6 separate regions of the Sus scrofa genome follow, and regions 1, 2, 4, 5 and 6 are each linked to region 3. A link is a contact called in public Hi-C and promoter capture Hi-C data. All regions are on one chromosome and are shown on one strand. The core of a region is the stretch at or near the end of the contact, and the rest is flanking DNA. Distances in the headings are between cores, read along the strand shown. Region 1 holds the start of LOC106507712. Region 2 holds the start of SRP54 (signal recognition particle 54 kDa protein). Region 3 holds the start of NFKBIA (NFKB inhibitor alpha). Region 4 holds the start of RALGAPA1 (ral GTPase-activating protein subunit alpha-1). Region 5 holds the start of BRMS1L (breast cancer metastasis-suppressor 1-like protein). Region 6 holds the start of FAM177A1 (family with sequence similarity 177 member A1).

What was found. Promoter capture Hi-C pulls out the DNA fragments that hold promoters and counts their contacts. Hi-C and Micro-C count contacts between places; a contact is called where the count stands out from the background.
Region 1: a contact with region 3 is called in a Hi-C map of liver, with 5 times the contacts expected there. The contact joins the promoter of LOC106507712 here to the promoter of NFKBIA in region 3. A contact is called at or near these places in 7 of 47 Hi-C or Micro-C datasets (embryonic fibroblasts, heart right ventricle, liver and 4 more) and 1 of 2 datasets of contacts at active chromatin or transcription factors (alveolar macrophages).
Region 2: a contact with region 3 is called in a Hi-C map of embryonic fibroblasts, with 2.1 times the contacts expected there. The contact joins the promoter of SRP54 here to the promoter of NFKBIA in region 3. A contact is called at or near these places in 8 of 47 Hi-C or Micro-C datasets (alveolar macrophages, embryonic fibroblasts, fetal heart ventricle and 5 more) and 2 of 2 datasets of contacts at active chromatin or transcription factors (alveolar macrophages and skeletal muscle).
Region 4: a contact with region 3 is called in a promoter capture Hi-C map of fetal skeletal muscle, with 4 times the contacts expected there. The contact joins the promoter of RALGAPA1 here to the promoter of NFKBIA in region 3. A contact is called at or near these places in 1 of 5 promoter capture datasets (fetal skeletal muscle) and 3 of 47 Hi-C or Micro-C datasets (alveolar macrophages, heart right ventricle and liver).
Region 5: a Hi-C map of skeletal muscle shows a contact between it and region 3, with 4 times the contacts expected there. The contact joins the promoter of BRMS1L here to the promoter of NFKBIA in region 3. A contact is called at or near these places in 2 of 5 promoter capture datasets (fetal liver and liver), 15 of 47 Hi-C or Micro-C datasets (alveolar macrophages, embryonic fibroblasts, fetal heart ventricle and 8 more) and 2 of 2 datasets of contacts at active chromatin or transcription factors (alveolar macrophages and skeletal muscle).
Region 6: a Hi-C map of heart right ventricle shows a contact between it and region 3, with 2.7 times the contacts expected there. The contact joins the promoter of FAM177A1 here to the promoter of NFKBIA in region 3. A contact is called at or near these places in 1 of 5 promoter capture datasets (fetal liver), 2 of 47 Hi-C or Micro-C datasets (epiblast stem cells and heart right ventricle) and 1 of 2 datasets of contacts at active chromatin or transcription factors (alveolar macrophages).

The regions. Positions count from the first base shown.
Region 1 is chr7:64,967,362-64,970,957 of Sscrofa11.1, reverse strand. LOC106507712 reads right to left here and starts at 1,531. Exons shown (of 3, transcript XM_021100054.1): 1 at 1,038-1,531; 2 at 685-982; 3 at 590-628. The coding sequence starts at 1,531. The coding sequence ends at 590. BAZ1A (bromodomain adjacent to zinc finger domain 1A) reads right to left here and starts at 1,332. Exons shown (of 27, transcript NM_001244159.1): 1 at 1,088-1,332; 2 at 458-628. The coding sequence starts at 570.
Region 2 is chr7:64,876,297-64,879,820 of Sscrofa11.1, reverse strand. SRP54 (signal recognition particle 54 kDa protein) reads left to right here and starts at 2,247. Exons shown (of 16, transcript XM_001927799.7): 1 at 2,247-2,844. It overlaps LOC100153150, which reads right to left and starts at 2,582. Exons shown (of 8, transcript XM_021099173.1): 1 at 2,043-2,582. The coding sequence starts at 2,139.
Region 3 is chr7:64,506,039-64,509,555 of Sscrofa11.1, reverse strand. It overlaps NFKBIA (NFKB inhibitor alpha), which reads right to left and starts at 1,437. Exons shown (of 6, transcript NM_001005150.1): 1 at 1,211-1,437; 2 at 528-636; 3 at 1-176. The coding sequence starts at 1,437. LOC110261573 (a long non-coding RNA gene) reads left to right here and starts at 643. Exons shown (of 3, transcript XR_002345861.1): 1 at 643-992.
Region 4 is chr7:64,139,318-64,142,858 of Sscrofa11.1, reverse strand. RALGAPA1 (ral GTPase-activating protein subunit alpha-1) reads right to left here and starts at 1,882. Exons shown (of 42, transcript XM_021099156.1): 1 at 1,270-1,882. The coding sequence starts at 1,375.
Region 5 is chr7:64,122,098-64,125,568 of Sscrofa11.1, reverse strand. BRMS1L (breast cancer metastasis-suppressor 1-like protein) reads left to right here and starts at 1,717. Exons shown (of 10, transcript XM_013989042.1): 1 at 1,717-2,082. The coding sequence starts at 1,941.
Region 6 is chr7:64,806,278-64,809,908 of Sscrofa11.1, reverse strand. FAM177A1 (family with sequence similarity 177 member A1) reads left to right here and starts at 1,465. Exons shown (of 5, transcript NM_001190218.1): 1 at 1,465-1,682. The coding sequence starts at 1,518.

The DNA of each region.
Region 1 (3,596 bases), core at 282-2,781, 460 kb before region 3:
TCCTGCCCCCAGGGGCGGGGATTCCCTCCCGGGGCCGGGGGACGGCGGCTCCGCGCCGCTGACCCGAGCGGGGATCCCCTCGGCCGCCAGGCGGGGATCCCGGAACTGGCCCCGGAGCGCGCGTGTGGCCGCGGCGGGGAGGGGCGAGGCGGGGAGTTTCCGCCGCTCGGCTGCCGGGCGGCTGCCGCGACTGGAAGCTGTCCCCGCGGCCGGCCTGGGACCCGAGGCTACTCTGCCCGGGCCGGCTCTACCCACGCGCGCCGCGGCCAGTGGGGCCAGCCGGGGGCCCCGCGCAGTCACTGGTTGGGCTCGGGGGCCAAAGAAACGCGGGCCCGCGACCACCCGTCACTTTCCCGTCGCCCCACCAGAAGCCCAGAGCGAGAATAAGGAAAGAGACAAAAGGACGTGGGGGAGAGAGTCCACACACTCCCTCGCACCCCCCGCGCCCGGCCCTTACTCGTAGTGGCGGAAGATCTCGTTGGTGACTTTACAGTAGAAAACTTCCTCGTCGGGCCGTAGGTCCGCGGGCGGCTTCTGTCTCACAAACGGCTTTCGGTGTAGCAGCGGCATCTCGTGTCCGCCCGCGGGCTCACCCGGACCCTCGGCCGCCCGCGCCGGCCCCGCTTCCCTATCAAAATTGGAGGGAAAGGAAAGCCGGTAAGGTGGGGAGCGCTCGGCGGCGGCGTGGGCCGGTCCGCGCGCCGGGGAAGCTCGACTGCCTTTTGTGTGACTGACGCGCCGCGACTGCCACCGGAGCCGAGGTCGCTCCTGTCGCGGCCGGGGTATCGAAAGAGCGGAGCCGCCCCACCTCCGCACGCCCGGCTGCCGGCTCACAATGGGGCCGGACGCCCGGCCGCGGGCGGGCAGTGCGGGAGCGACGGCGGCCCCCTCCCCCGCGCCCTCTCCCAGCCCGCGGCCGCCGCCGCCGCGGGGCTCACAACGTGCTCGGCGCGCAGCCGGCCGGCCCGACGCCGCGAGGGAGCTCGCTGCGGGCGGACCCCGGAGTCACTCCGCTTTGTTCCCCCGCTCTCCTCCACTTCGCTGCCGGCGTCGGCCGGCTCCCGAGCGACCACACGGAGCCCCTCACCTGCAAGTACGCCGGCTGCCACTTCTCCACCTTCTCAACTACAAAGGCGGCGAGGGGAGGCTCTGTCCCCCCCGGGGGGTCGCTTCCCGCCGGCCCCGCGGCGCTGCTGGCCGCCGCTTCTCCCGCTGCCACGGCCTGGCTCCGCGCGGGGAATCGCGTCCCACCGCCACTTCCCCGCCTCTCCGAGCTCCTGGGAAGTTTCTGATCTACTTTCGGCTCCGAAGGAGGAAGAGCTGTTGGGAGGAGCTTTTCACTTCTCGCTTCTACCTTTTTATTGGCTACTCGATGACTTTTACAGCCTGTCACTGATACAGGAAGAGACGGCGGAGAGCCTGGGAGAGCTACATTATTAATTAATAGAGCAACCCCTTGTGAAGAATCAGAAGCATCCTCCATGTTTGCGATTATCAACCCAAAGATCTGCGAAGAGCGCTGGGGTTTCATAAACACGCGACTAACAAAGTAAAGCCTTCCTCTTCAAGTCTGGCACCAGCGCTTGGTTCCGCGATGGGAAAAGGAGTCCTATTGAGATTTAACTTTTATTTTAAGGAAGGGAAGAGGGAGGAGAAATAAGAAGTGGAAAATATTTTGATATTTTCTAATTCAAAATTAGAGTTCTCATGTCTAAAAAATAATTTGCTTATGTAAAACCTTCACCTTGAAAATACCTTTCTTGACAGCAATGCTCTTTACTACTAAGGACAATTCAAAGACCTAAAAAAGTATGTCGGAAAATGTCATCATGCCTATAGGGCCCCCTCGTATTTAAATTAAAAAGTAGTATTTAGAAGAATACGGCGCTGAAAACATTCTGCAAGGGATCAGTATTTAATTCAATAATTCGGAATTTTAAAGATTGTGGATTTACTAGTGAAATTTTCCCTAAAACGACTTTCCCATATCAATGATTTCCATATGTGAAACTAATTTTAATGATATAATGTGACTTTCGAATTTAAAAGAATTTTCCAAAACTACAAATAACTTTAAATGTTTGCCAGCTTTATATTAAATGGTCTTTTTGGCGACAACCTTTGACATTTGCTTACTTGCATATTAACATGTAAGAATGGGCCTAAAAGACAATTTGAAGAGCAGCCATTCAACAAAGGATGTAACTAATTACTAATATTATGAAATGATCTCAGTCGTAGAAACAATGTGGGATCATCTTTGTTTCTTCAAATTAAGTACATATGTGTACTGGAGCAGAAAATGTAAGGGATCTATTCAAATCTCAAGAGTTGTCATTTTTAAACTTCTTTTAAGATACTTTTACGTGGCTAGAAAAATTTTGTGATTCAAAAATCATTAATAAAATTAATGCATCTTAGTGTATAGTCAAAGAGGCTTGGACATACTTTCAGGGGTTAGTAAGTATATTCCTCTGGATAAACTTCAAAAAATTACCCACTCAAAGATTTGAAGTTTTAAACTGGCCACCCACTAGTACACTGAGTGACACTATAGAATTCCTTACCTAGAAAGTAATTTTCCAGGTGAAAAACTTAGAGCCAACAAAGATAGACTCATAACAGGGACAAGGAGGATGGATAATTTTCAACCAATATTGAAGCATCGCTCTCACAGTTCAAAATCCCAACTTAACTCTCAAGCTAAAAATGGGTGAAATTTTATCTGAATATATAGTATTTATATTCCTTAGGTCTGTTTGTTAAGCCGCTAAAATCTCATTAAAATCATGATCAAAAATAGTAATGTTGATTTTGTTTCTATTAAATACAATTTTTTAAAGAATTGGATTCTCTTTTTGTACTAACCTAAAATTGAAATTTTATTCTACTTGAAAAAACACTATCATCTCAATTTCCCTACTACCATACTCAAATTTCAATACCATCATAACCCAGTTCTCTCAGTTACACTAAGATTTTAATTTGATTCATAGTTATTATTTCAGAACATGTTCAGTAAATAACTAACATTAAAAAGTTTAGTTTTTATGTGTTTATAATGTTTGATCGAATTGATAGCATATTAAGCTAACTTAAAATAACACTTCTCTTAAAGTTATCCTACACGTTTACTACTAAAAGCTTACCTAATATTTATTTCATATTTTGGTGTCATGATCACCTCTTTGCTTTATTAATTATTACTTCTAGGCCATTGAGAGTGAAAACTCACTTGCTATATTCAGAAAGTAAAGGATGCTGTCATGTAATAGGGCTTTGTGTGGAAAAAAAATGGATATATTGTAAACTATAAAAGTTAAGGTATCACAAAGAAAAAAGAAAACAATGAAATTAAGTCCTTAACAATTAAGTTAAACATTTTTCCTCCATTTATGTGCCAAGTCACTGTACTTCCTCATGCAAGGGATACAACACAAATGTATCCTATCCTGGCCTCAAAAAATGTACAATCTTATATGGAAGAGATGATGTAAAGACAAATAACAGATACAAGAATTATTTGAGTCCTGATGATCATAAGTAGTGTAATGCAAAAAGAGAAGTAATAAAGATTGAAAGAAACTATAGAAGGG
Region 2 (3,524 bases), core at 998-3,497, 370 kb before region 3:
AAAATAGTTTGGCAGTTTCTACAAAACTAAAATGCACTTACCACAAGACTTGGCAACTGTACTCTTGGACATAAATGCAGAGAAATTAAAACTTACGCTAACAAAAATTTGCACATGAATGTTCACAGCAACATTATTTGTCACAAAGGCATAACTGCCTGGATATCTCAGATGGCTTCCTCACTCACATGTCTGGTGCTTGGACTAGGATGACAGGAACACTGAGGCTGGATGGGCATCTTACTCTCCATAAGCTAGCTGGGGCTTCCTGACAATATGAAAATCTCAGGGTAGTCAGACTACATACATAATGGCTAGCTTCTCCCTGAGCAAGCATTCCAAGAGACAGGAAGGAAAAATTGCCAGTTTCTTAAGTCCTGGGTCTGCAACTGGCATGGTGTCATTTCTGCCATATTCTTTTGGCCAAAGCTGTCACAGAGTCAACTCAGATTCAAAAGGAGAGAATAGGAGTTCCTGTCTTGGTGCAGTGGAAATGTATCTGACTAGGAACCATGAGGTTGTGGGTTCAATCCCTGGCCTCACTCAGTGGGTTAAGGATTCGGTGTTGCGGTGAGCTGTGGTGTAGGTGGCAGATGTGACTTGGATCCTGTGTTGCTGTGGCTGTGGCATAGGCTGGCAGCTATAGCTTCGACTGGACCCCTAGACTGGGAACCTCCATATGCTGTGGGTGCGGCCCTAAAAGAAAAAAGCTTTACAGAGGTAGAACTGACATACAGCAAACTGTACTTATTTAAACTGTACACTTACTTAAGTTTTGACATGTATACAACCATGAAACATCACTATAATCAAGAAAGTGTACATATCCATTATCACTAAATGTCTCCTCTTGTCCTTTTGTAATCCTTCCTTCTCTCCAAACCTCCACCCACCCAGCCATCAGAGTCGTATTTTCTTTTTTTTCTTTTATGGCCACACCTGTGACACATGGATGTTCCTAGGCTAGGAGTTGAATGGGAGCTGCAGCTGAGGCCTACCGCACAGCCACAGCAACACCAGATCTGAGCTTCATCTGTGATCTACGCTGTAGCTTGTGGCAACACAAGATCCTTAACTCAGAGTGAGGTCAGGGATGACACCTGAATCTTCACCGACACTAAATTGGATTCTTAACCCAGTAAGCCACAACAGGAACTCCCAGAGATGTATTTTCTGTCTCTATAAATTAGCTTGAAATTTCCTGATTTTATATAAATCGGATCATATGGTATGCAGGTTTTTTTCAATATGGTTTATTTCGCTTAGCAAATTTATCCTTGCTGTTACACATTAAACACTTTATTCCATTTATTTGTCAATATTCCAATACAAAAATACAGCACAATTTATCCATTCATCTGTTTCAGAAGGAGATGCCTCCTTCCCACCCCTTTTCTTGCCATACTGTACTGGCTAGAAGCTCTATTACTGATGCTGGCTAGAAGTGATTAGTACAAATCCTTGTCTTATTCTACTTTTGTGTGTGGGGGGGGCACACATCTGGAAAAGGACCTTATTCAAAAATCAAGGTCCTTTCCCTTTTTCCCTTTTTCTTCTCCCTTTCCCCATCCTGGAAAAACTGCTAGTAAATTAACGGCCCATTTTACAATTGAGAAAATAAATGCACTAGCTACATGTGATTCTGTCTGCAGGGTTAAAACTTCCAGCTCTATATCCTAAAACCTCTCTTGCAAAGGGCGTTTTCAGGTAGGATCCTAATGGTTGTCCCAAATTTGTGGGAAGGCTAACCCCTCCTTTGATTTTCCCTTCATAAAAGGGGTTAGACACAAGGTGGCTCTAGCGGCTTGTCTGAAGTCTGTAGCGGAATCACAAACCCAGAGCAACGTCTTCCTGCACCCAATCCTACAATGGACTCAACCTGCCAAAGTTTGAGATGTGCCCTCGACGACCAGCCCCGTTAGCAGAGCGGAGACCAGCACAGCTACCCTATGGAAGGCTTTAGGCCTCTTCCTGAGTCCCCAAGGTCGGCGCCCACAGCATATCCTTGCCCCAACCGCCTGCCTCTGGTTCTGATCACTTACGGGTAGTTCGCATCCACTGAAGCAGCGCTGGGAGGTCCGCCGGAGCCACCGTATTAAGCAGCTGCAGTACCGCCTGCCTCGCGGAGTGGAATTCCATGTTGAAGCAGAAAACAAGAGCAGGGGGAGGTTTGCATCGCGCACGCGCAGCCAGAGGAGGATCCAGACACCCGATTTGACCCAAGGTGGAACCCGCCTCCCAGGGCTGAGAAAGTCCTAAGCGCCGCCCCCTCCGTGGAGTTCTCACGTGCTCCCGGGAATCCCTACATTCAATTGCACCCCCATCTCTCCTAATTACTCTCTTAGCTGGTGGTGCTCAGCAAGTCATTTTTTTTCTTAAGGTGGCGCCTGGAAGCCCGACTTCTTTCCTGAGATGGCATCCCTAGAGAGCCTCGTATCTTAATACTAACTTTAATGCTGTAGTTATGGAGCAATAAAAAACGACTGTCAAAAACCGGCAAAGCAAACAACTCAAAAAACCCTTTCAATAAAGCGCACCGAAGGAATGCGGCGGGTGCCCCGGAAGCGGAAGTGTATCCTGTTCTTGAAAGGCTGGACTACGCAGAGTGGTGACGTTTCCTCATTGGGCGGAAGGTTCGGTGGCAGTCGTCGGTCTTCCAGCTGGTGGGAGTTGGCGTCGCGGTGCTGGGCGCTGGGACCCTAGTTTATATAGTTTTGGAAGTCGGGCTGTGGGGTCGCCCCTGTCTTTCTGATCCTCGCTTTCCCGGGTTTACTCCCCCAGCGTGGGGCTTCGCGAAGGATTTCCCGGCCCCTTTGGGCCACGGCGGTGGCGGTGCCTTTTGCGGTAAGTGTCTGCTTTTTCCCGCCCCTGACTACCGGGTAGCAGCTAGGGGCAGCCCCGTCGCTGCTTAGGGGTCTAGACACTCCGGAGGGAATCGGCTTCCTAGGCCACCAATTGTCGTCCCCGAGACCGAGATGTTCTGGCCCATTTTCATCTCGTATCCCCCGTCAGAAGTTTTGTTGAAAGATGCGCTGTGACCCTTTTAAATTGTCTTCTGGCTTACCTGAGCCAAGTTAGACGTAAACAGTTGCAGGCCTGACTCTTGGTTTTGTTTTCCTGATCAAGAATTTAGATTCAGGCTACTTACCTGAAAATCTTGAGGCGTTCCAGATTTTATCTTTCCATGTTAACTTGTGCCTAATTAACCCAGCGTCCCACATATAGTAGACATTCAGTAAATGAGTAAGGGATATCAGTTCAGTGCCATTGATGACTTAGGATAAATTGATGGTTCTCTCTGTAGCGTTCGGCTCTAATAACCACTTCTTGAAGCTCTTTCCCCTATTGGCGTTCTTGATGCTTTGCTCACCTAGTTCTTTCATATGCTTCATTCAACAAAATATTTACTCATTCTTATCTGTAGGGTTGCTGAAATGAATGACACCAACCCTGGCATTGAGGAGATAGCGGAACAATGAGAGAGAAGCACATAAATATACATTATAGCAAGATGAGTAATAAAC
Region 3 (3,517 bases), core at 188-2,687:
TGCTGGGTCCCGCGGGGCTGAGTCAGGACTCCCACACTGGCCAGGCAGCCCTGCTCACAGGCAAGGTGTAGAGGGGTATTTCCTCGAAAGTCTCGGAGCTCAGGATCACAGCCAGCTTCCAGAAGTGCCTCAGCGATTTCTGGCTGGTTGGTGATCACCGCCAAGTGGAGTGGAGTCTACCAACAGAAGAGGGACAGAAAGGATAAGCCATGGATCAAACCCACAATCCATGTTCCCCTTGAACCCTAGAGATATCCTGGTTGTGCGTGCCGCTCCTCCCAGACAGATACAAGGGGTTAAGGAAACAGACGGGAGACCCCAGGTGGGCTTCATAAAAGCCTCACCAAATCAATGGGATTTTTCCTTCCTCTCTAGGATGTTGGCTGATTCAGATGTAAAAGCTCAGGGCGGATCATGACTAGGGGCAGTTAATTGGGAAATCATTGGAAATAACTGTGCTAGATCCAGCTCCATCAAGGGGTCAGAGAGGCAGAACCCAAGAGGCACGGGGCGGGCAAGCAGCGCACCTGCTGCAGGTTGTTCTGGAAGTTAAGAAAAGCCAGATCTCCCTTCACTTGGCGGACCACTTCCATGGTCAGTGCCTTCTCTTCATGGATGATGGCCAAGTGCAGGAACCTGAGGGGAAGAGAGGGAAAACCCCCAGGGCTGGTGAGTGCACTGCGTGGGGCCCAGGGAGGCACAGCCCGCAGGGGATTGCGCAAGCCCGGGGTTTCTGGAGGCCGAGGCCGCGGTGTTTTCCGCGAGGTTATTATGAGCTGAGTGTTCCTGGCAGGCACCCAGGGACTTTCCGCCCCCCCCCCCTCCCCAGGCGGCGGGCGCCGGCCAGACCGCCCCGCCCTCCCGCCGGGCCGGAACGCCCTGTACTTCCCCTCCCGCCCGCCAGCGGGGCAGAAACTCCCGCCCCCCCTTATGCAAGCGGGGACTTCGCGTCCCCGTGGCCGCCCCGCCCCCGGCCGAGGGGACCCGCAAAGGTGGGTGAGGGGTGGGAGGTGTGCACGGCTGCAAGGTAGAGCCGCGGGACCACGGCCCCAATCCCCGATCCCCGGCTCCCACGCGCAACCGTGCACCTTTGCACAGCCTCGGGGTCCGTGCACGAACCCCGATTCGCGGCCGCAGCGCGGGCCCCGCACCTCCGGCTGCAGGCCCAGCGCCCCCACCCGGCCCCGCCACCCGGGCCCGCGACACTTACGAGTCTCCGTCCTCGGTGAGCTGCTGCTTCCAGGGCTCGGCGCCGCGGGGCGCCTCCTGCGGCTCGAGGCGGATCTCGCGCAGCTCCTTCACCATCTGCTCGTACTCCTCGTCCTTCATGGAGTCCAGGCCGCTGTCGTGGCGGTCATCCAGTAGCCGCTCCTTCTTGAGCGCGTCCCGGGGCCCCTCCATGGCCCACTCCTGGCCGGGCTCTGCGGGCTGGAACATGGCGCGATGAGGGCTTGGGCGCTGCTCCCTAGGTGCGCGGGCCACAGGCTGCGCGGCGCGCTGGCTGCTCGCGGTGGCTCGGGCGGGCGGGACGATGGCCTCGGACTGTTGTGGGCTCGGCAGCGCCGCCGCGGCGCCCTATAAACGCTGGCAGGGGATTTCTCCTGGGCGGGGTCAAGCTCGGGGAATTTCCAAGCCAGTCAGACCAGAAAAGAGAACTGGCCTCGTCCTCTGCTGGGGGAAAAAGAAGCCTAAACCCCGCGCCCGGGTTCATCAGAGAAACTCCCTGCGATGAGCCACTGGGGTCATGTACAGGGAACTTTTTAATGCACGCTGAGTGGCTGGAAAGTCCTCCCGACCCGGCCCCCTCCCCCGGTACTTCCCTGCAGCCTGCAGTCAGTAATCCTGGCCCTCTGCATGGAACCTTATTTTCCCTGGGGTTTCCCACGATCGATTTGATTTGGGGTCGTCGGCTGCTAAGATCCCAAGGATGGAGAACTGCTGGTTTGCTGACCTGCCGATGCTTTCCTTTTTTTTTTTTTTTTTTTTTTTTAATCTCTTGAAAATGGGAGTGGAAATGTTGGCTGGATCTAGGGATTCACTTCCCTAAACTCCTGGGGAAGGACACACTGAGGGTGGAAGGTCGCCGGCTGCCTCTGCGTTCCTACCAAAGACCAGGCTCCTGGCAGTGCAGGGACATAAACCTCCCCCTCCCTCAAGCCCCCCTCAGGTAGAAGTCGTGAAAGCTTTAGCATTAACAGCGTAAATGCTTAGAGAACCCTCAAATCATTTCCTCGGTATGAACAGTCCTGTTGACTGGGGGAGGAGCAAGCACTCTGCCCTGGATGCTGGAAAATGCTGGATATGACTGGGCTATTTTTCAGGGAAAGCAAGGTGTTAATTTTTATAGCAAAGGTTGTAGATACTTTGCAGTGACAAAATAATTACTGAGGTCGTGTTCCTCCATTTGCACTGTGCTGCTGCAGAGAACCTACTTGTGGGGGCCGCTTTCTAGAAGCATTTGGAGAAGGTGGCTAAAGAATGGGTTGAGTAGTATTTTACCCAAGATTGGGCCTTAAAGATGGCTAAGAAAGTAGTTGCCAGGCATACTGCAGGAGGCTCAGGGCAGCCCCAAGGTGGCCTTCATCCTGCCCCTGCTGGCTTCTTGGGGGACAAAGGAGGGGGCAGCAGTTGGACCTGTCCATGCCATATGGGTAGCTACTCCAGGTTCACCATGTCCAGGTCTCAGCTGCAGAAACAGAAGTATGCTCTCTGCCCCATCCCCACCTCCTAGCCAATGAAAGGAATGCATTCATCTACTTCTAGAAATGGTCCAGGCCCTAATAAAGCAACTTGGATCAGACTTTTTCAGAAGGCACCCCAGGAAGCTTTTATAGTTTTGCAGAGATTTCTCGTGATTGTTGCAATCATCTTCAACTTGACTGGCCATGCACCAACCAATCCTTTTCCTCTCCTCATCTCCCCCTCCCCAATACCCCCACCTCTGATATCTGAATGTAGGGATGACAGACAGAATATGAGGGACAAAATAAAATCAAGAAAGAAATCTTTGGGGTAGTAACGATCACATAATAAAATGAAAACTGTCCAGGGAGAGACTCTGTATGTCTTTGTAGGCATTTGATAGACAAATACATCATTATTAGGCAAGGTGGCATGTGACGCTAAGTAGGAGATCTCACTTCCCAGCTCCACCCTTAATGAGCTGCACATTAGTTGAATGAATTAGCTACCTTTGCTATGGGGTACCTTCTTTTATAATAACAAGGTTGGATTTAATGATATTTAGATTTTTTTCCAGATTAAAAATGGTATTACTTGGAGTTCCTGTCGTGGCTCAGAGTAAACGAGTCTGACTAGCATCCTTGAGGAGGCAGGTTTGATCCCTGGCTTTAATCAAGGGGGCTAAGGATCTGGCGTTGCTATGAGCTGTGGTATAGGTCACAGATGCCGCTTGGATCTGGTGTTTCTGTGGCTGTGGCATAAGCTGACGGCCACACCTCCTGGGAACCTCCTTATGCTATGGGTGCAGCCCTAGAAAAAAGACCCCCCCCAAATG
Region 4 (3,541 bases), core at 633-3,132, 370 kb after region 3:
ACATAGATTTTCTGCTATAAACAGAGAAAGAGTAAAAAACAAACCAGAGACATGAAATCTGGGCTCCAGTTCTGGCTCTGCCTCCTAGTAGCTGAATGACTAATATTTCCAAACTTCAGCTTTCTTATTTGTAAAAACGGGAGGATAATAATTTCCCTGCCTTTAGAGTTATTGTGAGAATTAATTATAATTTATGTGAAGTCATTCTGTAAATATAATTTGCACCATACAAATGCTAGGTGTTACTGGCGGTGTCCTGTGGGTATGAGTAAACAATAGAGTAGAGAAGCATGCACCTCGAATATGGAATTTATATCACTGAATAAACGTCACCTGTCAAAACAAGCATTCGTTAGGAAGAGAGCTTGAGATGATAAACTTTGAACTAGGATTCAGGCATCTGGGTTCTAAACTCAGTTCTGCTATTAACTCTCTGTATCAACACAGGCAAACTAACTTCCCTTTTCACCTCAAGTTTCATGTACAAAGATCCAAGTACTGGACCAGATATTCCATAAGTATTATTACAGCCCTTATCAGCCCACGAAATGACCAAGTACCCCAAAAATTCGTTTAACACTATATCCACAACTCAAGAGCAGTTTGGTCGGCCAGCAAAACAGAAAGCAACAAAACAGTAAGAAAACTGTAATTAAAAAGAAAATTTTATATAATTCTCGTAAAGCAAAGGACGATATAAACTACCTTGTTTTCTACGATTAATAATAGTTCTGACTCTAAATGGCCGTAATTACCAACAAGGTGCACTAACAAGGGCGGGGTTCTTTCCCACAAGCTTTTTGGGAACCACCCACTTCCCAAAGAGGTATAACTGCTTCCTCCTGGCCCTCCTTGGCCAATAAACTTGAAAGATTAAGGTTTATATTGTCTAAGAGATTTTTTTTTTTTCACTTGGGTGGGGATGGCAGTAGTCATGTGACAAACATACCCTATCAACACCATTATCCGCAACCCCAAGTCTCCCGAAAGTCCAAAATGACCTAAGGTTTGAGTAATAAGTGTTTCTTAAAAACAGTTCGAGGTATTAACCCAAAACGAGATAAAGCTGTCTTAGTGCGATTAGTGTTTGCCAACTGCCAAGTGTTCCCTTGCCCAAATTATCCGCCCTCCTACGTCTCTGCAGAGGCTACGCCTCGCCCTCCACTCCCGCATCGCGCCAGGGCTGGAGGGAGAATCCCCAAGGGGTTCCCAGGAGAGAGAAGGCCGGGCAACCCAGGCCTCCGGGCGTCGCCAACCCTCGCCCCTCACCAATGACGATGCGCAGGTGCTTGAGACGGGTCAGGGCGTCCTTCTTGGTGTCCAGCACCTTCTGGGTAGACTTCTTCACGTCCCCGTGCGGCTTCTTAGAGAACATCCTGCCGCCGCCGCTGCCACGGCCGACTCCGGCCCCCTCGCGGCTGGGTCCCGGCGGCGGAAAGTGGAGAGAGTGGGCGGGGAGGAGACTAGCGTGAGCCGTTCATTCACTCCCCAGCCTTGCGGGCCTCGGAGCAGCCGACTCCTCCCAGATCCAGGCCAGGGCCGCCACCTCCGCCCGCCTCGCGCGGCGGCTGCAAGGTACCTTCGGCTCCGGCTCCAATATGGCGGATCCCCTCTCCCAGCCCCGCACGGAGCGACGGAGAACCGGGCTGGTCGCCCGCCGCCTCCGCCCGCTTCCTGCGGCCGCCGCTCGCCTCCACAGGTCGGGCCCGAGACCCGGGACCCGGAGCCGCGGAGGTGGGGCTCTCGGCGGCAGCGGTACAACTCCTCTCTCCCTGAGGCCCCCTTAAGGTTAAAGCTTCTTTAGCAGCTTAGACCCTGCAGGGGCCGATACGGAGATGGAGTGTGGTGATGGGGTTTCACGACTTTGCCGTCGGTGGCGAATGGTCCCCGTGGCAACCGCCTTCTGACGTCAAGGGTTCTTGACGTCATGCCAGCGTGAGATCACCCTTGGTATTACCCTCCTTTGGTTTCCTGTGGAAGAAGCCAAAGGAGGAGCCCAGCAAAGTCAGGGAAGGTAGTTCCTGCGTGCGCCATTGTTAGCATGGTGACTCCTAGCCAAGCGCTCAGAGTAGTTTTTGTTTAAAAAGGTCCTCCGTCTCCACTGTTTACTATGTCACTTAAGAAGTAAGTAACTTAAGAACATAGCTCCAAAACATCAAAGCAGATGTGCAATATATTTCGCATGCCAATTCCGAAGGCTTTGGTTGTAACACTCCTTCATTTCCTTAAAATGAATTTTGATTAAAGGATATTTGTTTGTTTTGTAAAGGAATGATTAACAATATCCTGTAGTTTAGAGATTTGTAGGATTTCAGTACATCCTCTTGGTTAAAATTATCTTGCATAAATAAATGAGTTCTCACTAAAGCCTATGGTCACAGAAAAGTTATAGGGAAAAGATACCTGGAGAACTTTAAAAGTTTAATTTTCTTAATATGTAGAAAGTTCACAAATCCAAGAGAAAGTTGCTAAGACCTAGGTAGAAAAATTAGTAGAAAACAGGGGGAAAAAAATCACACTAGTGGATTCTCAACCAAAACATGAAAAACATTCACTGATAATTTTTGTTTGTGGTAACACCTGCGGCTTATGGAAGTTTCCAGGACAGACTGAATACGAGCCACAGCTGTGACCTATGCCACAGCTGTGGCAACACCATATCCTTTAACCCATTTTACAAGGCTGGATATCAAACTGGTGCCTCCAGCAGTGACCTGAGCTACCCGCTGCAGTCAGGTTTTTAACCCACCGTGTTACAGCAGGAACGCTTATGGATAATTTTTTTTAAATAAGATTAAAACAAATTTTAAACAGCTTTATTGAGATGTAATTGATAAATGATAATCCACACATTTTCAAAGTGTACAATTTGGTGATTTGGACATTTGCACGCACCCATGAAAACATAAGCACAATCAAAATAGTGAACATATTCATCACCCCCCAAATTTTCCTCTTGCCCCTTGGTAATCCCTCCTTTTTTTATCTTTTCTTTTCCTTTTCTTTTTAGGGCCACACCTATGGTATGTGGAAGTTCCAAGGCTAGGGGTCTAACTCCAGCTGCAGCTGCTGGCCTACACCACAGCAACACAGGATCTGAGCCTTATCTGCCACCTACACTGCAGCTTGCAGCAATGCCGGATCCTTAATCATACTCAAGGCAAGGGATTGAACCTGAATCCTCACAGACACTATGATGGGTTTTTTTGTTTGTTTGTTTTGTTTTGTTTTTGTCTTTTTGCCATTTCTTGGGCCGCGCCTACGGCATATGGAGGTTCCCAGGCTAGGGGTCCAATCGGAGCTGTAGCCACCAGCCTATGCCAGAGCCACAGCAACGGGGGATCCGAGCCGCGTCTGCAACCTACACCACAGCTCACGGCAACGCCAGATCCTTTAACCCACTGAGCAAGGGCAGGGACCGTACCCACAACCTCATTGTTCCTAGTCGGATTCGTTAACCACTGCGCCACGACGGGAACTCCTGGGTTCTTAACCTACTAAGCCACAACAGGAACTCCATAATCGCTCCTTTCCGCTGTCC
Region 5 (3,471 bases), core at 468-2,967, 380 kb after region 3:
TATGTGAGGTTGCGGATTTGATCCCTGGCATGGCTCAGTGGGTTAGGGATCCCATGTTGCCTCAAGCTCCAGCGTAGGTTGCAGATGCAGCTGGGATCCGGCAGCTGCAGCTCAGATTTGACTCCTAGCTTGGGAATTTCCATACGCTGCAGCTGTGACCATTATAAAGAGAGTGAAAGAAAAAGTGAGACTTAAAATGGATCTAAAGATAGTGTAAGCCCTACAAAATGTAAAGTGCTACATTAATGGAAGGCATCATTCCTACCTTTTTACTTTTTTTATTTTTTGTCATGCCTTCGGCCTGTGGAAGATCAAACCAGGGATCAAACCTGGGCCACAGCAGTAATCAGAGCCAAAGCAGTGACAATGCCAGATCCTTAACCCACTGAGCCATCAGGGAAATCCCAACTCCTACCTTTTAAAGGCTAGATTGAGGAAACTTCACTCAGCTTTCATGGTTTGCTTTATATTAATTTGTATTTTCCAAGCTGACAATATTCTTTTCCAGCCTTATTCATTTTTCCCCTTATGGTTTCTCTTACATTTGCTACACATCTTTTTAAAAATCTATTTGAGGAGGGGAGAGAGAAACTCCTTTTAAGCAAAACACCACCCTGTAACTCTAATTGCGCAATCTTATATTATTTTGTCTGCCTTAAACATAAATATAATGATGACAGGACTTTTAGAGCTGGAAGAGAACTTAGCAATAACATAATGCAACCTTCTTGTTTTACCACTGATGAGATATTATGTGATTTGCCCAAATGAATTGCCTGGTTATCAGTAGAACTAGGGCTAGAATCCATACCTCCTCTCCAGCTTCCTTCTGTTTTTCTTTAAGCAGCAGAACAGAAAGCACTTGCTACAGGGGCACTGTGTGATGGTGGTTGGGTGTGGGCTCTGATGCTGGACTACTCAAGTTCAAACCTTAGCTTTGCTACTTATTAGTGGTGTGACTTTGGCCAAGTAATCTAACTTGGCGCTTCAGTTTCCTCATTTACAAAACGGAAGGCTAATTATATGTAGTTCATGGAGTTTTTATAAGGATTAAGTGAATTAATGTACTTAAAGCACATAACAGTGCTTGGCACATAAAGAGTGACCAGAGTGTATTTTTCATTGAAAACTTAAGACCGGTGGCATTTTCACGTTGCATATGGTAAAAAACGAATGCAAAAAATACTAGCTGAAAGTGCCATGATAAAAATTCCTTTCTTTCCATATTTTTGATTACAAAAGTCTCAAAAAACAATTGGAAGATTTTTGTGCAACATAGAAAGTGCAAGTTATCGTCAGCAGAAACTAATTTATTAATATTAGTTTATTAGTGGTAATAAATATGCTTAGGTAAAAACATTTCTCCAGTTCCCTCAGCCTCAAAGGGGAGGAAAAATCCTCGGGCAAAAGACCTTTTCACATCTGACAGTAACATTTTGGATAGCTTGGGCGCTCAGACAATCACTTGGCGGGAAAAGAATAAATAAAGACCAAATTCGCACAATCTGTTTTTGCTTAGTTTACAAACTCCGATCGAGTCTGGCAGCTTTCATGCCTTGTGGGACTTGAAGTCCAGAGAGGAGAAGCAAGCCGGGCCATTGAAGCTTGGAAGCCGGCTGCCCCTGCGGGTCTTGAACCACTAGGGACTACAACTCCCAACATACACCGCGAGGCCGCGCCGTAATTACTGGTAACCAACCGGACCCGAGCTACACAAGCCCCATCCCCCCGGCTAGGAGCACTGCCTCCACCAATGGCAGAGCTCCCAGCGCAGAGCCTGCGGGTTAGGTTGTGAGGCTCGGGCCGGGGGCGGGGAGGAGCCGAGGGGTTTCAGAACGAGCTCCGCCGCTGGGTGGGTCGGGGCGTTCCGCGCGCCCTTCACTGAAGCGGCGGTGGCCGGGCTGGGCACTGGGAGTGGGAAGCGACGGCGCGGCTGGAAAATGCCAGTCCATTCTCGAGGGGATAAGAAGGAGACGAACCATCACGATGAGATGGAGGTGGACTACGCCGAAAACGAGGGGAGCAGCTCTGAGGACGAGGACACCGAGAGCTCGTCGGTCTCTGAGGATGGAGATAGCTCAGGTACGCGACCCAGCAGAGCTGGGACCCCAAGTCCTCGAGCCAGACTAGCGCCAGGCCGCTCTCTGCACGCCGGCAGCTGCGTCCTGCTGGGAGAGCGGGGCGGGGAGAGAGGGAAGGGGCGGAGACTCACTCCCGGCCCTCGGTAGCACCGGGACTGTTCGCCGGGCGCTGCCTGTGCTCCTGGCGGATCCCGGTTGGCGGGGCGGGGCGGGGCGGGGCGGGGCTGGGCAGGGCGCGAGCCTGGACTCGCCGCACTTCTGGACGCCGCGCGGACCTGCCCACGGTCCGCCCCGCCCTTGGGACCTCCGGGCTGTGCCCGGAGCCGTCCGGAGCGAGGACTGTCCCGCATCCTGTCTGGGAGACTCTGGAAATGCCTCCTCTCCTCAGACCACCCACTTCTTATTTTACACCTTTGCAACCTTTACTTCGCAACGTGGGTGGGTTGTCTGAGCCAAGGGTAGATTTGTATTGGCTCCTGGCCGGTTTAGAATTTATTAATCTCAGCTTCCAAGTCAACGTGTCAGTCAGTACTTGACATCGGTGCTCTTTCGGGGGGCTGACGTGGGAGCGGTACCGTTTGCAGCATCTCTCTGAACTTTTCAAGACTGAGAGGAGCCCAACATCATGGATGATAGTTTTTGCACCCTTTTAGGAATTATTATTTTAAAAACAAATGGAATTTGTGATTACTTGGATTCTTTTTTTCTGTCCATATAATGAATGTGAGACATTATTTTTTGTCTTGGTCTGATTTTGGCCATGTAAAGCAAGAATTGATGACAGATTGATGACAGTGTGTTGTCATCTCTACACCCTCTTTTCAGGTTTCCTTTCAAAGAACCTCCGTGGAAGAATGTACTGCAGTCAATAAATCAACCAACCCCAAATAAGTGTTTATAAGTGACTTCTTCGTGCAATTCTGGGTTCTACTCAGTGTGAGGTATAAATAGTTACGATCTGACTTCAATTAAAGATCTTTCATAGGTCACCACTTCCTTAAATTGCCAATTGAATGCTTAACTGTAAACAATACTGTAGGAATTCAGAGGCAGAGGAAATCTTTTCACTGTGGAATGGTTAGCAAAGGCTAGTTGAAGGTGGAATTACCTAAGTTATCTTGAAGAATGGGTAGAATTTGAATTGGAGTTAGTGTTCAGGTGTTTCTATAAGGGGAGGAATGTAGGAAAAAGTGCCAGCGCCGGAACTTAAAGCTTATTCAAAAGAGTGAGAAAATCTGGTTGACTGGGAGAAGAATCTGAACTATAAAAAGAGAAGATATAGATGTGAAAGATTTAAAAAAAAAAAAAAAAAGCAGGAAGCAGGGTTGATGACAAGTTTAGGAGTGAAAGTAAGAAAAAAAAAAAAATCTCTGGGGTAGCATGAACAGAA
Region 6 (3,631 bases), core at 216-2,715, 300 kb before region 3:
TGATGTATTTGACTTTCGACCTCTGCAACTAGTGAAAATTGTGTGAAAACTCTCATACTAAAACTACAATAAACGCCCAACTAGTTTTTTATTTTTATTTTATTTTTATTTTTATTTTATTTTTTTTGTCTTTTTGCCATTTCTTGGGCCGCTCCCACTGCATATGGAGGTTCTCAGGCTAGGGGTTGAATCGTAGCTGCAGCCACCGGCCTACGTCAGAGCCACAGCAACGCTGGATCCGAGCCGCATCTGCAACCTACACCACAGCTCACGGCAACGCCGGATCGTTAACCCACTGAGCAAGGGCAGGGATCCAACCCCCAACCTCGTGGTTCCTAGTCGGATTCATTAACCACTGCGCCACGACGGGAACTCCAATCATGGCTTTTTAATTTGGTTGAACATTGGGAAAAAATTGGAAAAGTCTGAAATGTTCCTTCTTACACACAAAACCCCCTAAATAGATAATACATCATTCCTCACATTCGTTAACACAGAAGTTTGCTGCTACTCTTTGTTCTCCTTCAGGTCTCACTTAATTTTTTCTAGAGTGACATATACTTAAGTACTTCAGACAAAGGTAAACCAAATTCGCCTTTGAGTTTCTTTCTTTTTTTGTCTTTTTAGGGCCGCTCCCGCGGCATATGGAGGTTCCCAGGCTAGGGGTCTAATCGGAGCTGTAGCTGCTGGCCTATGCCGGCGCCACAGCAGCCCCAGATCCAACCCGCGTCTGCAACCTACACCACAGCTCATGGCAACGCCGGATCCTTAACCCACTGAGCAAGGCCAGGGATCAAACCCACAACGTCATGGTTCCTAATGGGATTCTTAACCATTGAGCCACGATGGGAACTCCTGGGGTTCTTATTTCAAGGTATTTTGGCTAGACTATCATCCATGTAAGAAATGGAAAACTTAGCATGAGCCGTTTATTAAATTTTTTTTTTTCAAAGATATGTTTGGGTCACTTTGCTGTAAGCAGAAATTGGCACAACATTGTAAGTCAACTACACTATAATAAAAAAAGATTTTCGAGTGCAAAAAGAAAAAATTTTTTTCAGCAACCACATCTCATCACAAGCCTTTGAAGCACCCTACGCAGCTGTTCTCATGAGTGCAGAAGCCAAGGCCTGGGAGGTGACTGCCCAGGATGCATCTGATGAGTGGCTGCGCGGAAATCCCAAAGCCTGGCCTCTAGGTTCAGGTACGAGCTATGACGTCACTGGTGGTGCCAGGCAGCAAGCTCCGGACGTGGGCCGGGCCGGATATGGTACTGCAGAAGGCCCCGCCCCGCAGGAGCCATTTGTTGCGCGGTTCAGACAGCCCTCAGTTAGAGCCCCTGTGTCGCGCCTGCGGGGCGGGGCGCCTGTGGGCCCCGCCCCTCAGGCCGGCCCCACCTCAAGGCCGCCCCGCCCCTCCCGCAGTGGTGAGCTCGGGCGCGGCGCGAGGCGGGCGCTAGGGGTGAGTTTTACTTCCTGACAGCGGGCTAGGACGGCGCCTGGGAGGGGAGGCGGAGGATGGAAGTGGGCTTATCGGCCGTGACCTTGTATCTCGCCAGCGCCAGCAGTCCTGCGGCGGCGACAATGATGGACCGGGAGCCAGTGAACCGGGAGGAGGGAGGAGAAGCAGTGGGTGTCTCCGGAGCTGCGGCCGCCTCGGCGTTCAGGGAATCGTCTCGGCAGGTAGGTGGGGCTGCGCAGGGTTGCCGCGACGCTGAGGCTGAGGCCAGGAGAGCCCAGCCGCCTGTCTGCCTCGTCCACCCGCAGCTTTTGGCCTGCCCGGCCTTCCTCGTAGCAGGCCGTCCGCCGGGGGTGCGTTTCGAGACTCCTCTTCGCGGTATCCCCGCCTCTGCTCCGAGCATCTGCTTGAGGGAAGGGGCAGACGTTTCTGCAGTCGGATCGCTGCTTGGCAACCCCTGCACTGACAGCCCCGCTGACTCTGGGGTGGCCTAGTGTTTAGAGGGGTTACGTTGCAGCTTCAGGTCTGCTAGCGAGAGAAAGAAGGCGTGTCCCCGAAAGGCTGTCCTTTAGCTGGAAGCCAGGTGACGCTGGCTAAAATCATTTCTCAGTCTCTCGTTGTGGGAGGGCCTGACTTGACATCTGCCCTTTGGTTAGCTAATAGCAACTACGTGCTGTGCATTTACAGGCTCCTCCCCCACTCCCCAATCCTTACAACTTGTGCTTGAGGCGGGCGTTCACCCCCATTTCACCAGAAGGGTAACTATGGCTCAGAGCCGCGCTCTCCAATAGACGTACAATGCCAGCCGCATTGTAAATTGTACATTTTCTAGTAGCCACATTAAAAAAGTAAAAAGAAACCGGTGAACGTAATTTTAATATTCAATTTTATGTAACCCAATTTATTAGAACATTTCAACATGTAGTTAATATGAACTGAAATTAATTTTATATTTTAACCCAATTTGTCAAAAAAACATTTCAACATGTAATTTAATATGAAAGTTATCGATGAGAAATTTCACATTCTCTCTGCTTTCTAGTCTTTGAAATCCTTTGTGTATTTCAACACATCTCAGTTTATTTTAGCCGCGTTTCAAGTGAGCATTAGCCACATGTGGCTGCTGGTTACTGTATTGGACAGCATAAGTTTAGGGAGTTATGTTATGTTTGGAGGCTTATTTTATTTTGGATTTGGTAATCAGAAGTAGTAGTGTGGGATCTTCGGCCAAGTAAAACTAATGAAAAAATGGCTTTATCTGAAACCAGCTCAGGAGTATACAATTTTGATGTTAAAAACCTCCAGTTGCTTCTGTGTAGAAATCTTCTGACCTTCCAGTGAGAACAAAGCTTTTCAGTAGGTTCATTTTTGAGACTAACTACCTGAATGTTAGTAAGACATCTCCCCCAAACTTAGATTCCTAGAGAATGGTGCCTAAACGTAAGTAAAGTTTAAATAAGATTTAGTTTGTGTTAACAAAACCCTTTTTCACATGCTAGTCTTTATATGGAATTGTTTTTTCTTCTACTTAAGAAGGGGGAAGGGGAGTTCCTATTGTGGCTCAGAAGAAACGAACCCTACTAGTATCCATGAGGATGCAGGTTTGATCCCTGGCCTTGCTCAGTGGGTTAAGGACCCGGCGTTGCTGTGAACTGTGGTGTTCACAACAGGTCACAGACTCGGCTCAGATCCTGAGTTGCTGTGGCTGTGGTGCAGGCCGGCAGCTGTAGCTCCAATTCCACCCCTAGCCTGGGAACTTCCATATGCTGCAGGTGAGGCCCTAAAAGGAAGGAAAAAAGAAGGGGAAAGGTAACCTGCAAGAAGGAATTTGGGGCAATGCTAATTGCTTAGGAAGCCACTTGTTATGTTCAGTTGAGACCTGTTGTTGACAGGTATACTTGAACAGAGCCTTTAAGTCCAAAGTGCTTGATGTGTTTTCCATTTGATTTTGCTTCTGCTACTGTAATTACTTTAATTACTGCTTCAGCTCTGAATCTCTCTAATAGCAAAGTATACATACCTGTACCAATTTATCAGATAAATGTTGTTTGAAGAGAGTCTTTTTGTTGGGGCTTAGTGCTGTGATCTTATTTTCACATTCTTGGCTAAAACAAAACAAAACAAAATAAATACTCAAACCTAAAGAAGACTGTAGAACAAAAGTACAAAGTCA